3 separate regions of the Mus musculus genome follow, and regions 1 and 3 are each linked to region 2. Evidence: chromatin contacts called from public Hi-C and promoter capture Hi-C data. All regions are on one chromosome and are shown on one strand. The core of a region is the stretch at or near the end of the contact, and the rest is flanking DNA. Distances in the headings are between cores, read along the strand shown. Region 1 has its middle 44 kb from the start of Senp6. Region 2 holds the start of Cox7a2 (cytochrome c oxidase subunit 7A2). Region 3 overlaps Senp6 (SUMO/sentrin specific peptidase 6).

Region 1 (2,933 bases), core at 101-2,600, 260 kb before region 2:
TATATATATATATATATATATATATATATATATATATATATATATATACACACACACACACACACACACACACACTATTGGATGGCTCAATAGGTTAAAACAAACAAACAAAACCAAAAACAACCCAAACCAAACAAAAACAACAAAAAAAACCCCATGCTTGCTGCAACAAATCTGACAACTACAGTTCAGTTCCTGGAAGCCACTGTGGAAAGAGAGAACCAATTTCTAAAAGTGGACACCTGACCTTCACATACTCACTGTAGCATGTATGTGAAGCCCCTGTCCAGACCCCACGCAGTAAAATAATGAAAACATTAAAATTATGTGAAATGTATTGGGAATCGTGGCGCATGTCTTTAATCCCAGTGCTGGGGAAGCTCAGGTGGAGGTCTCTCTGAGTGCAGGGATAGCCTGGTTACATCATCAGTTCTGAGCCAGCCAGGGACCCAGGGCGAGCCCATGTCAAAAAAATACTATGTGAACTGCTTGCTTTAAAGCTTTGTAAATCTCTTATATTTTGGTAAAACAAACAAATAACTGAACCTAGAGCTTTAGTGTCAAACTACTGTCTGAATTTATATAGTACTACATACCATGAAGGGCCTAAGAATTTCATCACAAATTTCTGAAGAGCGGGAGTATAAAAGGCAACCAATTCTGAAGTGTTTATTCTAGGATGCGGAACTTTGGGAGTGGATTTGGTTCTGGCACACCAATCTGGAAAGAATGCACACAACAGTTTAACACATTGGCAGACTGCTGAGTTTTGATGGACTTACCCAACCCCCAGCCCCCAACCCCACTGACTTGCTGATTGGAGCCTTCATCTACCTTATGAAGTGTTACATCCAGGAACATGCTTAATAACGGAAGCTTAGGGGGCCGAAACAAGAGAATCAAAAGTAAGACAGACCAGAGCTATATCATGAATTCAAGACTATTCTAAGCAAGATACTAGCAATAACAACAAAACACAAAAGGGCAGAGCATGTGCTTGCCTAGCTTGTATAATATGTGCAAAGCCCTGGGCACAACCCCCAGCACTGAAAAATAATGACAGCGCTTTATCCTTCTGTTCTGTGCAATCTGCCTGGAGAGCAGACTTTCTCCCTTTATCTCGCGATCTCTGTTTTCCCAGAGTCATCATCTGTGCTTTATTTTGGCTGTGTGTGTCCTTGCAATGCAGAGTGCAGAGCAAAGCTGGCCTGCTGGCTGTGGCCAGCCAAGCTGCCCCTCCTGGACGGTGAGAATAGGGTGAGAGGGAGACGAAGGGCCTGGAGACAGACACACTCTAAACAGCCAGACCTCCCAGCTATGCCCTTGTGGCCTAGGCTGGCTCGGACTCACCATGTAACAGAGGTGACCTTGAACTGATCTTCCTCCCGCGTGCTGGGACTGTAGATCTGTGAGTGCCACTATGCCCAGCTTCTAAGTTTTTACAGATTCTTTTTCTAGTTTTCTGTAATTTATATTGATTTTATATGTCCTTTTAAAAATAGAAAACCACACTCTTCATTTACTAAGAGGGGAAGCTTTGGTACGGTCATGTTATTTGGTGTCTATTTTAAAATTCTTCACTGTCATTGATTAAATAGCCGGCCAAGCATTGACTTGCAGCTTCTTGTGCTCCCTGCTCTGCTGTTATTCAGTCCTAACCAAGAACCCAGACTTTTCCTGACATCTATTGACTTTTGCTCAATAAAAGAAAAACAAAATTATCGGGCTAAGGAGATGGCATAGTGGGTAAAGTGCTTTCTGAGCAAGCATTAGGGCCAGAGTTCAAGTTCCCAGGTCCATGCAAAGCCAAGTACAATGGCCTGACGCTGTAATTTCTGTGCTCATGTGATGAACTGGGGGGATAGACACAAGAGAATCCTGGAAGCTCACAAGCCAGCCTGCAGCAGAAGAGCAAAGAGAGTCTGTCCTCTGAACTCCACTGCACACCGTGGTGCTCACACACCTGCAGTCACATGCATGGATGTCCACATGCACACTGTACTACGCAGAAAGATAAATTCTAGCGTCTCTTTGAGGCTACTATATACTAGACTTGAAGGTTCCCAGATAAAGTCCCAAGATTTATTCTTTCAGTTATATTAATTAAAGTTTTCAGAAATAATTAGAGCCGGATGATGGTGGCACATACCTTTAATCCCAGCATTTGGGAGGCAGAGGCAGACGGATTTCTTAGTTTGAGGCCAGCCTGGTCTACAAAGTGAGTTCCAGGATAGCCAGGGATATACAGAGAAACTCTGTCTCAAACAAAACAAAACAAACAAACAAACAACCCCAACCAAACAAAAAAAACCCAAAAAACCAAAAAGAAAAAAACAAGAAATAATTAGATTTGGGCACTTGCAGTTTCTGCAGGCCTCTCAACAGCCCACACCCACACCCAGAGCCCAGAGATGCTGAATCATCAGTGGTAGAAGGCATGCCAAATGCTTCCTGGAGTGCAAGCTGTCGGGGGTGGGGGTGGGGTGGGGGGATGATTCCTGAAGAAGTGTGGGCATAGAAGCTGCACCTGAAGCATGGTGGACAGATCTGGGCAGCTAAGAATGGAGACTGATGATGTGAGAGAAAGGGGATCATCACAGTGGGTGAGCTTAAGCTAATCTGAGTGTTGAAGGGCTCCATGCCTTTGCTGTGTCAGGTGGGGATGGGCACTTAAAGTGGCCAGTGTCCCATAAGTGTTACCTGCTGTCCAGCACTCCCAGGCCTGTGGGAGTGCAGCAAAGCTTGCTTAGTATGAATAATACCAAGGACGTATGGGGGAGGTATGTTTCATTTATTTTCACAGAGTGTGAAGACAATGAAATAGCTGAGTAAAAATAACACATTTAGTATAATCACTAACTTTTCTTGAATAGATTAATTTTTCAATTTAGATGACTATGATGAATATCACTACTTGATTTGATTCTTTTGTG
Region 2 (3,056 bases), core at 344-2,843:
GAAGTCTGCTTTTATTCTGGAGAGAATGGGATAGAAACACTGTTTTGTTTCATATGTGTCCTTTCCTTTTTAAAATGGAATGTGTCTGTAGATGGAGTGGTCCAGTAAAGAGAAAATTGTACTGCCCTAAGTGACAACGCTGTTATAGGTAGTTTTAATGTAAACTCTTGGTTCTTCTTGGACAGTCACTATTCCTAGGAATGTCAAACAGTATGCACTTAGTGTTGGTTAGTAGGCCTATTTTTTTCTAAGATTTACTTATTATTATATGTAAGTAGCTGACTTCAGACACACCAGAAGAGGTAATCAGATCTCATTATGGGTGGTTGTGAGCCACCATGTGGTTGCTGGGATTTGAACTTAGGACCTTCAGAAGAGCAGTCAGCGCTCTTACCCGTTGAGCCATCTCACCAGCCCCCCTAGTAGGCCCATTTTTATTAGTGTTAGGGGAATGGTAAGTATACAGTCGGTTCTGGGAAAACTTATATCCTGTGGTGAAACAGCGACAGCAGCACAAACTTTAACGAATTCCAATTACAGACAATAAATGTAAAAAACAAAACAAAAAAAAAAAAAAAACAAAACTCCCCATCCCCAGCTGTTGGTAATTATGCTCGATGGTACATTGAATAATTAAGAGGTGGTAGAAAAAAAGTCAGTTATAATGGGTGTTTATAAACTTGGTAAGGAAGAAAATTTAGACTGTGTTGGGGGTACAGTAGGTTATGAAGAAAAAAGTACCCCAAGATTTGAAGGAATTAAGCATTACCAGTTTTTATTCACGCAACACTGTGGAACCCGTTTATCATTAGCTTTTACCTGAAATGGCAATGAAGTCGTTTCTGAGTTTGCAAAAGGGTGGAAAGACATTTGTATTGTTGAGTAGATTATTTTTACTTGTACATTAGTGTGCAGAAGAATAAAGGCAGTTGTAAGGAGGAATAGTTATGCAAGACTGATGCAAAATGCTAACAGCCTATCTGTAAAATACGCGCACTTCTGACAGCTCCATCCAGGAGTGAAATGTGCTGCGGATCTGAGAAAGCACGACACAGTCGATATTTGTGTTGAACGTGGATTTAAAAATGTATTCCCCTCTTTTCAGCGTTTTCCCAGACTCAATAACGAAGTCAGCCAGTTCCAGTCTGGGGACACAGGAAGAGCTTCCAGCACAAGGAGTTTAGCAGAAGATCCACAGGTTGGCATACCTGTGGATGCCAACATCGGTCGTTCCTATATGATCTCAGCACAAAGACTAACGCCTCCCACTTTCATCTGTGGAAGACAAACCCTAAAACTGGACTCTATCCGTATTAAGAGGAGCTTTTGAATATTTAAGCTTGTACGACGTAGCTTTGACATCCATTGTTCCTTCAGACTGTAAACAATGGCTCAAAGCCTTCTCACAAGACAAGCTACTTTCCGGGTAGTCTGGTTGTCCACTGACTTCACCAGAGCGTATGAAGAGGGCTGCAAGACTTCACGCCTCTCCATTGCGGGTGGCGTTTGCTTTCCATTGTGATTCTGGGTCCGGCGGCAGGCGCGGCAGGGCGGAGCCAAGTGGTAAGGATAGCTTCGGAGGTCCGGAGGCTAGACGGGCCGCTGCGAGAAGTCGCTCTGGCTCGCCTTCCGCTCTCTATGGTCGGGAGCGCGAGCCCCTCCTCTTCCCGGAACGAGCCCTCTTGCTCGACGCGCGCGCAGCGCTAGGAGGGAGTTCCGTTTCCGGTCTGGTGGCTTTCGATTTTTGGCGTTCAGTAGTCGCGGTTGGTGGGTAACAACCGAGCCAAGATGTTGCGGAATCTGCTGGTAGGTAGCTTTGGGGGTTTGGCTGGTACTGGAGTGTCGGGGCGGAGGGTCAGGCATCCTGACAGAAAGGCGTGCTGGAAATGTGGCAGAAGACAGCAGCCGGAGTCACCTTGGCCGCGCGTCCTTTTCCCTGACCTTCCGTCCACTCGCCCCTGGCTGTTTCTGGGTAGTCGTAGAGGGAAGAGCAGGATCGCATTTGGTTCTTGGTCACTACAGCTTACCGTTGCTTATGGCTATGACTGTAGCTCTGACGTAGGCTCCAGTGGGGGGATCTTGGACACCTGGAAAACCTAGGTGGAAGGTGGCTTTTTGTTGTCATTTTGTTTTGTATCATAGTGAAAAGATAAAATTTTACCTGATTCAAAGAAGTAAGCCAAAGAACTAAATTGTACAGTTTTAGTTGGGATTTAATGGGTTTCATGATTGAAGTGTAATGACGATTCAGAATTACCTTTAACACTTGGTGAATATTTCTCCAAAATTTAAAAAGGTGTGTTTTGATTTTATTTTGTAATCGTTTAACACAATTAAGACTTAACACCAATTACATTTTTCTTAGATGTCCAGGAGTGTTCTAGCATGTGCCCTCCACTGCAAAGTAATTTTTCAGTGCCTTGGCTATCCTGGAACTAAATCTGTAGACTAGCATGGCCTCTGCCTCCCTAGTGCTGCGATTAAAGTCTTGAGCCTCCACTACCCTGCCAGGAATAGATTTTTGACATAGGCAAATATTAAATGAAAATGTTAGAACTTATAAGATGTCTATATCATTTATTTTTCTGTATATCAGCATGTTTTGTTCTATAAAATACTACTGATTAATTTCAGGCACAGGTTATATATAGGTCATGGTTTCTGAAGACTATGATATGTAACATGAAGCACAGAGCAGAGAATAGACAACATGTAGAAAATCTGGATGCTAGTCTTGGATAGTACTGACAAGTTCGATAATGCTTTAAATCTCAGCTTCCTTTCAGTGTGAAGGGTTGGAAGTTGCCTTTACAGGTTTCTTTGGACTCTTAGGTCTTGTTCGATGCATGTGAATTTTCTGTTTCAGGCCCTTCGTCAGATTGCCCAGAGGACCATCAGCACCACTTCACGAAGGCATTTTGAAAACAAGGTTCCAGAGAAACAAAAGCTGTTTCAGGTACTGAAGTGTTCTATGTGATTGTTAATTGTAACAGAGCTGGCACGGTAGAGTAAGTCCAGAGGATCTGCTTCTTAGAGGCTCTCAAGGTTTTTTTTTT
Region 3 (3,159 bases), core at 100-2,599, 320 kb before region 2:
GTCTCTGCTCTATACTTTGTCTCTGTAACTCCTCCCATGGATATTTTGTTTCCCCTTCTAAGAAGGATTAAAGTAACCACACTTTGGTCTTCCTTCTTCTTGAGTTTCATGTGGTTTGTGGATTGTATCTTGAGTATTCAGTCAGTCAGTTTCTGTGTCTGTCTTTCTCTCCTCCATTATCTTCCTCCTTGTCAGTTTGTCAAAGAAAGGAATATGTGTAAGTTTAAATATGGAGTCAATACTGAAAGGTGACTGGTGGCTGCGAGTGCTCAAAGGAAACCTCTTGCTCGGCATGAGACAACAGGAAAGGCCCCGAGTACAAGATCTCAGCCACCAAAGTCTCACATTGTAAAATCTCAAAACTTACCCTATAGCCTGAACTCAGAGCACAGCTCAAAGGAGGCCTACCACCTAGGGAAGTGTTTCGCTAGAGTCAGCCTGGAAAGCATACAGAGGCTGACATAACTGTGGTCCAAAGGGGCAAGAGGCCATCTGAAGCTGGCAACAGAACTTGACATTGTCCATGTTCTGTTCACCCAGTAGTTTTTCAGGCATGCTTTCAAAGATTCAAGATTGAGTGGGTCATGGAGTCTACGTCCATGGTTCCAGAGAGCCACAAAACCCACACAATGTGAGGGAGTATCAGAGACCTGGCCCCTGGGGGAAGCTGTGAAAGTGATGCCTAGGTTGCAGTGGAGACCAAAGAATATTGCAGATGTCAGGACCATCAACATCCACCAACCAAAAGCTGTGGGTAAGGAACAGAGCTGGCTACAGAGGGGTTATGTCTGCTGTGTGCAGGAGATAGGTAGAGATGGGGCTATTTAGAAGCCAGCTGATACTACCACTAGTTATAGAAGCAGGACATGGAACTGCAGGATTTGGAGTTTACCCTGCTAGATTTCAGTCTTGCTCTAATCTGACTTTTCCTTGGTATACACCCACATCTCCATTTTGGAATAGAAATGTTTATTCTGTGCCATTCTATGTTGGAAGTATGTAACTTAAAATAAAAACTATATGGGGGGGGGTTCACAGATACAGGGTTTGTTACCTGAATATCAGAAGAGACTTAGTATATACTATTGTATGGTATCGGGAACTGTTAATGACTATGTGGGCATTGCACTGTACATCACGAGAGCTATAAGCCTATGGAAGCCTGGGGTAAACTTTTATGATCTGAATGAAAACGTCCCCCATAGGTTCATATGTTTGAATACTTGATTCCTAGCTCTTTGGCACTGTTTGGAAAGGCTAAAGAATCATTAGGAGGCAGCATACTGCTGGAGGAAGTAGGTCACTGGGGCAGGTCTTGAGGTTACATAGCCAAGCCCCACTTCCTGCTCTCACTGCTTCCTGAACATGATGAAATCTCCCAGACTGTAAGACAAAATAAGCCCTTCTTTAAAGTGCTTCTCTCTATTCCCTTCCCTTTCCTTCCCTCCCCACTCTTCTCTCTTTCTTTGACAGGGTCTAGTTGTAGCCTATGCTACTTTACACTGCCTAGGTAGCTGTGAACCATCTTGATCTTTTTCTGACCATATCATCTCTACCTCTAGAGTGCTGGAATCACAGATATGCATCAATGTGTACAGCTTTTGTGGTGCTAAGGATGTAACACAATGCTTGCTGCATGCTAAGCAGAATCTTAAAATCCTCAAAAGTCCCTGAGTATTTACATGTCAACATACAGCTATAAATAACACTGATAATTATCAGTAGAACAATATAGCCACTGTACTCCAGTGAAATTATGGTTAAAAAGGTTAAGGAAAGATTTCCATTAATTAACAAAATTATTTAAGAAATTAAACAGTTTCTTCCAGTAGTGGGAATCAAACCTATGCCTTATGCATGCTTGGCAAGTATTCTACCACTAAGCTATTCCTCCAGCTCAATACATACATTTTCTTCGTCTATATTCTCCACCAAAATGACAATGTTGTAAGGACAAGATAATAGTGGATAAAAGATGCAACAAAAGTAGCAAAAGGGGACTGGAGAGATTGCTCAATGGGTAAAGAATATTTGCTATTTGCTGCTCTTCTAAAGGATTTGAATTTAGTTCCTAGCACCCACATCAGCTGGCTCATAACCACCAGTAACTTCAGGGGACCCAATATCCTCTTCTGTTATACACACACACTCTTAAAATTTTTAAAGAAGCAAAAGATAAAATCTTAATGATAGGTAGTGTGGAGGTTTGAATATGCTTGGCCCATGGGAAGTGACACTATTAGAAGGTGTAGCCTTGTTGAAAGAAGTCTATCATAGTGGGAGTGGGGTTTGATATCAAGCTTTGCTGGGGGCTGAAGAGAAAGTCTCCTCCTAGCTGCCTTCTGATCAAGATGCAGAACACTCAGCTCCTCCAACACCACATTTGCCTGGATGCTGCCATGCTTCCTCCCATGACGATAATGGACAAACCACTGAAACTGTTTAAGCAAGCACCAATTGAAAATTGTCCTTCAGAAGAGTTGCCTCGGTCATGGTGTCTCTGCACAGCAACGGAAACCCTAAGACAGGCAGGAAGTAATTTAGTTGAATCCGAAGGAGGGCAAAGGAGGTTTATGGGATAGTTTGGAGGGGGGAAATGATGTGATTATAATCTCAAAAAATAAAAAAATTATTAAAACTAATTGTTTTAATGGGTTATTTTCCATCTAAAAAATCCAACCAGGCCGGGCAGTGGTAGTGCACGCCTTTAATCCCAGCTCTTGGGAGGCAGAGGCAGGCGGGTTTCTGGGTATGAGACCAGCCTGATCTACAGAGTGAGTTCCAGGACAGCAAGGGATACACAGAAAAACACTGTCTGGAAAAAAACAAAACAACAAAAACAAAATTCAACCAAAGGCTATTCTCCAGAATATAGGATCCATACAGAACAACAGATACATAAACATACAGAAATCAGATATAAGTGTCTAGAGAAATGGCTGGGTGATTAAGTGCAGGTTCGGTTCCCAAAACCCACATAGGGCAGCTCACAAGCACCTGTAACTCCAACTGTAGAGGACACAATCCCTCTGGCTTCCATGGGCTCCTACACTCATGTGACCATACCCCATCACCACAGACAGACAAAGGCAGTTACACTAATAAAATTAAACAGATGAATCTTAAGAACACAGCTTGTTTTCATTAGCTTTCTATTGC

What was found. Promoter capture Hi-C pulls out the DNA fragments that hold promoters and counts their contacts. Hi-C and Micro-C count contacts between places; a contact is called where the count stands out from the background.
Region 1: a contact with region 2 is called in a Hi-C map of the N1E-115 cell line, with 4 times the contacts expected there. The contact joins the enhancer-like site here to the promoter of Cox7a2 in region 2. A contact is called at or near these places in 8 of 39 promoter capture datasets (the C10 cell line, the HPC-7 cell line, cranial neural crest and 3 more), 1 of 15 datasets of contacts at CTCF or cohesin (CD8 T cells), 4 of 484 Hi-C or Micro-C datasets (B cells, the N1E-115 cell line, cochlea and 1 more), 24 of 115 datasets of contacts at active chromatin or transcription factors (the 230-238 cell line, DN3 thymocytes, acute myeloid leukemia and 14 more) and 4 of 9 other capture datasets (adipose tissue, liver, macrophages and 1 more).
Region 3: a contact with region 2 is called in a promoter capture Hi-C map of erythroid cells, with 22 times the contacts expected there. The contact joins the enhancer-like site here to the promoter of Cox7a2 in region 2. A contact is called at or near these places in 5 of 39 promoter capture datasets (the C10 cell line, erythroid cells, hematopoietic stem and progenitor cells and 2 more), 1 of 484 Hi-C or Micro-C datasets (B cells), 5 of 115 datasets of contacts at active chromatin or transcription factors (bone marrow-derived macrophages, cardiomyocytes, craniofacial prominence and 2 more) and 3 of 9 other capture datasets (adipose tissue, liver and macrophages).

The regions. Positions count from the first base shown.
Region 1 is chr9:80,021,343-80,024,275 of GRCm38.p6, reverse strand. No RefSeq gene overlaps it. Among named protein-coding and RNA genes, the nearest start is that of Senp6, 44 kb to the left of the region's middle. Within about 2 kb of position 1,350, at least 17 of the 459 cell types and tissues checked have an H3K27ac peak or open chromatin away from gene starts, as enhancers often do. A contact at or near this core is called in the N1E-115 cell line, where this site is marked.
Region 2 is chr9:79,758,390-79,761,445 of GRCm38.p6, reverse strand. It overlaps Cox7a2 (cytochrome c oxidase subunit 7A2), which reads left to right and starts at 1,593. Exons shown (of 4, transcript NM_009945.3): 1 at 1,593-1,806; 2 at 2,867-2,956. The coding sequence starts at 1,789. It also overlaps the pseudogene Gm51685.
Region 3 is chr9:80,079,356-80,082,514 of GRCm38.p6, reverse strand. All of the region lies in intron 1 of Senp6 (SUMO/sentrin specific peptidase 6), which reads right to left. Among named protein-coding and RNA genes, the nearest start is that of Senp6, 14 kb to the right of the region's middle. Within about 2 kb of position 1,349, at least 118 of the 459 cell types and tissues checked have an H3K27ac peak or open chromatin away from gene starts, as enhancers often do. A contact at or near this core is called in B cells, bone marrow-derived macrophages, erythroid cells and 1 more, where this site is marked.